2 separate regions of the Sus scrofa genome follow, and region 2 is linked to region 1. The links are chromatin contacts, called in public Hi-C maps. All regions are on one chromosome and are shown on one strand. The core of a region is the stretch at or near the end of the contact, and the rest is flanking DNA. Distances in the headings are between cores, read along the strand shown. Region 1 overlaps HLF (hepatic leukemia factor). Region 2 has its middle 57 kb from the start of MMD.

What was found. Hi-C and Micro-C count contacts between places; a contact is called where the count stands out from the background.
Region 2: a contact with region 1 is called in a Hi-C map of liver, with 5 times the contacts expected there. The contact joins two enhancer-like sites.

Annotation. Positions count from the first base shown.
Region 1 is chr12:31,597,025-31,599,878 of Sscrofa11.1, forward strand. All of the region lies in intron 2 of HLF (hepatic leukemia factor), which reads left to right. It also overlaps the pseudogene LOC100736688. Among named protein-coding and RNA genes, the nearest start is that of HLF, 9.1 kb to the left of the region's middle. Within about 2 kb of position 1,512, at least 31 of the 83 cell types and tissues checked have an H3K27ac peak or open chromatin away from gene starts, as enhancers often do. A contact at or near this core is called in liver, where this site is marked.
Region 2 is chr12:31,779,373-31,782,226 of Sscrofa11.1, forward strand. No RefSeq gene overlaps it. Among named protein-coding and RNA genes, the nearest start is that of MMD, 57 kb to the left of the region's middle. Within about 2 kb of position 1,374, at least 10 of the 83 cell types and tissues checked have an H3K27ac peak or open chromatin away from gene starts, as enhancers often do. A contact at or near this core is called in liver, where this site is marked.

The DNA of each region.
Region 1 (2,854 bases), core at 262-2,761:
ACCTTCCCTTGTCATGAGGTTATGACAGGGAAGGAAAATGCTGGCCGTGGATCTGAACAATGATGAAGGGGAGTTCTGTGCTGGTGGTTTTGGGATTATGGGAAGTCCTGCTGAGGCAACAGGATTCACTTGCTTTTTCCAACATCATGAGATAAAGCTCTAGTTTCTCCCTTCCCTTAAGGGCAAGCAGTTCCTCTATTTTCCCATCTAGCATGTTGGTATGTCTGCAGATTGGGAGTGCCGTGAGGTGCACTGTGCCTCAGGTATCTTGGAAGTGCTTTTCCTTCATCAGGATCAAGGAGGTCACAGAGTTGGGGGGTGGGGATGGTGGGGCGGTTCGGGCAGGGATAGCTTTTTTTTTTTTTTTTGCCTTTTGTCTTTCCTAGGGCCGCACCCATGGCACATGGAGGTTCCCAGGCTAGGGGTCGAATTGGAGCTACAGCTGCCAGCCTACGCCATAGGCACAGCAATGAGGGATCTGAGCTGCATCTTTGACCTACACCACAGCTCGCGGCAATGCCGGATCCTTAACCCCCTGAGTGAGGCCAGGGATTGAACCTGCATCCTCATGGATCCTAGCCGGGTTCGTTAACCACTGAGCCATGATGGGAACTCCTCCTGGGATAGCTCTGTTTAGGAGGCAGGCAGGACTTTTTTGGTTCTGTTTCTTGCAGAGGTCTGTCTTCTCCACCATAGTCTGTGGAGGACAGGCTTGCCTTGTTCTCTTGACTTTGTCATGTGTAGCATTCCCAGGACAGCCGATCCTAGCCTTCTGGGAAGGGGTATTCCCAGATAGGTGTGGACAGCAAGTGTGCCTTGGTGGTTAAGACCCAGGGGCTTGGGTCCACCTCCTGGACACGCATTGGCTTGCTGTGTAACTTTGTGTCAGTTTTTTGACCTCTTTAAGTCTCTCTTTACTCATGAATAGAAGGGGCACTATAAATAGTCCCCCTCCTGTGGAGTTCTAGCAGGGTGTGTGGTACATGTACACTCAGACTCCGAAACTAGAATAATGTCATGGCGTGTGAGTAGGGAAAGGAAGGGCTTATCCCCAGCCGCAGTCTCCGTTTAGGGATTTGTTTCATCCAGTGCTCTTCCCTCTGCAAAAATAGGATGTGCATGCTTTTGTTTTTCTTTGCCAGCATGCCCAAACCCTGTTCTGTGTAGCCAGCTTGACTTTTCTCCTTCATTCTGAGCTAGTACAAGCCACTTCTGTGATGTTAGCCCCAGTAGCGGCACTTCTGGCTTAGCAACCTCCTATTCTTTCAGCGTGGAAACAGCACACACACCCCCCCCCGCCGCCCCCAGCCCCCAGCTCTTGTGCAAGCCCCAGCACCCCTGGCTGCCCGCCTGTGTGACCGTGTGCTCCAGGCACGTGGCTGTGCCCTGTGGAGCTCGCCCAGCGCTGGGTGGCGTGCTGGCTGCCTGCCACCCTCCCGCCCCCACTCTTGCCTCCCTTCCCAGGCGAGCTCTAGCAAGCGCCAGCGAGAAATTGTAATCCTGACCCTGGCATGATGAGAAAGCCCAGCTTCGGAGGGCAGTTGATATGCCAGGGAAACCTGGCCTGCCTGTGTTCTAGCCAGACCCCAAATGCGGGCCCCTCCCCTCCCTGTCTGCCCAGAGGTGCTGTCTTCTCTGCGCTGCTGCGGTGGGCAGGATTCCTGCAGGCCGGCTGCTGCCAAGGAGCTTGGCAGAGGCTTTTCAGTTCAGCACTGTGTCTACCAGACTAGAAAAATAGCAATATAAAGACAGAACTAGGTAGAGAAGAAGGAAGGGGGTGGGGGAGGTGGGAAGAAAGGAGCCGTGATAACATCCTAATGCAGAGAGCCGGAGGGTGAGAGACAGCAGTGATGGATTAGGTTTCTCAGGAACCTCTGTTCCGACCAGCACTAATCACTTTTACCCAGGAATCATTTTTTATGTCTCAGCAGAGAAAATGGAGGGAAGAGGGAAGGTGGTAGGGGAAGTATTAAGATGGAAAACATATCGGAAAAGAATACATGGGAGATGGATGAGGAGGAACAGGGCCTGCATTTGATTCTCTGATGGGAATGGTTGAGAATTTTGGTCCCGTCTAATATCTTTATTATGATATTTGGTGTTCCCTCAGCAAATGTCCTAATCTGAAACCACTAAACCATTGTTTTGCAATAAACTTAAAAGATCTTCAGACCTAGATGTCTCCTGACTGCCATTCACACGTCCGTCAGAATGAGCTGTCCATCCAGGCAGTGAAGCAGTGTTGTAGGGCATAAGAGCCGAAAGACAAACACAGCTGTGTCTGCCATGCTTGCTCATGATCTTGGGCAGGTCCTTTAAATGATCTGAGCTGTGGATTTCCCATCTGGAACTTGGGAGTAATCACTGGACCTGCCTCCTAGGATTGTTGAAATTCATACGACCTGATGCTTGGAGAATACTTGGCACAGTGTCTGGCACACAGTAAGCACCCAGGATCTGCCGCTGTAAGTGATGTCCTCACTCCCATCTGATCTCATTTTTTATAGGAGGAGCTTGTGTCAGACTCCCGGGCAGCCTCCATGCTTTTCCCTTCCTGGCCAGTTCAGGCCTCTGGAATTGGAAGTTCTTCTCTGTTTCTCTGCCAAGTCTTGCTCACCCTTCTCTTCACCTCTGAGTTTTAAGTAACCTCGAGTGGCTAACTATAATCTTTATTCAATGCTGCTTGCTCATGGATGAGATCAGAAAATTCAAACAAGGGGAGTTCCCTGTTGATCTAGTGGTTAGGACTCAGTGCTTTCACCACTGCAGCTGAGTTCAGTCCCTCGTCTGGGAACTGAGATCCCATATCAAGCACCTGCATGCTACAGCCGAGAGAGGGAGATGAGAGAGAGAG
Region 2 (2,854 bases), core at 124-2,623, 180 kb after region 1:
GTTGGAGGCACTTAAATCCAGCTAGGAAAGAGAATTCAAAGGAAATAAGTAGGATTTACGAAGCAGAATTTACTTCTGCACATATTAAAACACTCATCAAGGAATTCTGCCAAAACATCTTTAGCGGCACAAAGACCCAGTCCACACTTGAAAATTACTGCTCCTTTTTATTTTTTAAAAATATTTCCTAGATCAAGTTCTTAGACAGGATTCCCATCCCCATTCTGCCAGAGCAAAACCTAGGGTTAGGTGGAGGGAGACTGGAGGTTCCTGATTCCCATTATGCACAGGTGAAATCTGGAGGCCACATGGTAGAGTGGTCTGCAAGCTGAGGTGTACAGGAAGATCCATATAATGTGCATAAAATGTGTAAGCATACACATATGAGTATATATAAAGTATAACTATCTGCAAATCTAGACTAATTTAAATATGTGTTATTTAAATATATGTAAATGTATACTCATTCAAATACATACACAGATAGGTGGGTACCAAAGTTTTCTTCACTGAAAAGAACTCATGCTTAGGGGTGCTTGGAGGCCACTAGTTTAGAGAATGGACCTTAGAGTCTTGCCAAAAAAAAAAAAAAAAAAAAAAAAAAAAATGCAAAGTGCTTAGTAGTTCTTCCTGCTGCAAGGAGAGCTTTGTGAGGACAGAACTCGTATCTGACCTGTGCTTAATGTATCCCCCTGGGCCTGGCACGAGGCCTATACAAAGTAGGTCAAATATTTGTCAAATAGATGAGGGATCGAAAGGTACATGCCATTGCTTCCGTGTTAACCGTCACCGCACATCCATCTGTGCTGCCCCAGCTGCAACACGAGCGTGCACAGAGATGAACATGGCATTCTGATTGAGATAACCTTTCAGTCACTCCCTGTTTAAAAATAGGTAAATCCTTCACACTCTTAACTCACTTATTTTTAGCAACAAATGACTTGCAGACACCTCACCACTAATGGTGATTCATCAATATGCCATGACTTATCACCAAACTTATTACACCCTATCATCTAATCCGACTGGATTCCTGCATGGGGCATGTTTATACAAATCACCACATAAACAGTGCTTTTTTTAAAAAATAAAACCCAAAAGGGACAAATGAAAGAAAAATCAATGTAAATTATCAGAGCAGAAGAGATTTAGGTTAAATTTAGGGAGACTTTCTTGTTGCCATTTAAGAAATCAATTGTTTCCTTGTCTGGGCCTTCTGATTTTCTTCCTGAGTATGTGTCTAGTGATTTTTGTATGGAAGTTTTTCTTCAAAATTCTATCATAACATTAGTTTTTCCTCCTCCCCTACTGGCAAGCAACTTCTCGCTGGTAAAATTCCAGGGTGAGAATGTCCTTATCAATTCTGCCAAACAGTTCTGATTCCAAATTCCATTGCCACGTTTCCCATGAACTACTCTTGGGCGACTTTAAGCCACCCTGGGAGCAGCAGGGTTTTCTTTCCCTTGGACCCCTTCATCCTTCCAAACCAAGTCCTCATTTTTCTAGTTATCTCCTGAACCTTGCACACTTGTCAAACTTAGATTACAGATGAGGCCAGTGGGCTGTAGGTAGGGCCAAAGAACTAGCAGATCCCAGCATACAGCTGGTGTTTAATTAAATAATAGTCAAGTACAGAGAAGCTTTGAAAAAAAAAAGTATATGTGGACAACTTCCCATTGGCTTGGGAGGATGTGAATTAGCTGAGGTCTTTCTTAATCTTCATGTCACGAAGCCCTTATCTCAGAACACTGACAGCCCAGGAAGGTCAAAGTCAATATGAGCTGTTACAACAGAGGCTTTTTTACTTTTTATATCGCAACCACTACTGTTCTCAGGGAAGATGAAGTCATGAGAAAGGGCTGTCCTTGGTACTCCTGACCAACACTGGACACTGTCTGCTCTCTAGTTCTCAGAGACTTTTACCTTCATCAAGAGATTGTGTTATTGGTGCTCCCCAAAAGTGAAGGGGTTGACAGATGGCAAAGGGGTGGGCTTTCTGTATCTGGAGGTCCCAGTTGCTTTGTTACTCTGCATAGATTCTGGGCTGTCATAGAATGATAGGGCAAACTCAGGGCTGAGTCAGAATTCCAGGGCTCTGGGAATTCCATTCTGTCCCCCTAAATGTTCAGGCAAGACAATCTGAAACTCTCTTCTCTGAAAAATAAGAGTAATGGTTCCTCTCCCTCCATTTTTTTTTTTTTTGGCAGATTAAATGATGTTTCTGGCACTCACTCAGTGTTTTTGAAGTTATCTATGAGATATCTGGGGGACTTGGATTCTTTTTTTTTTTAGGGCCACACCTGTGGCATATGGAGTTTCCCAGGCTAGGGGTAGAATTGAAGCTGCAGCTGCTGGCTTATGCCATAGCCCCAAAACCCTGGATCCGAGCCACATCTGTGATCTATGCCGCAGCTTTTGGCAATACTGGATCCTTAACCCATTGAGCAAGGCCAGGGATTGAACCCACATCCTCATGGATACTAGTTGGGTTCTTAACCTGTTGAGCCATAACGGGAATCTGACTTAGTTCTTTAGGGCTAGTCCTGAGTCTTTTTTTTTTTTTTTTTTTTGCTTCGACCCATTGTATTTACACTTGGACTTCATATATCTTTTCTTTGTGACTTGTGCATCCTCCTCTTTATAGAACTGAGGAATTCTTATTCTTCCCATGTCTTTACAGTCTATTTAGCAAAACCACAAGCATATTTTATTCCTCAAGACATTTCTCCTGTATTTAGTCCCCCTTAAAAACATAAGTGGTTACTCTGCTTGTGCAGGTCTCTTTCCCAGATAACTCTGATAAAGCTTGGCCCTTCTAGCTTTTGCCCAATGCCCCAATTCAGCATGGAGTCAT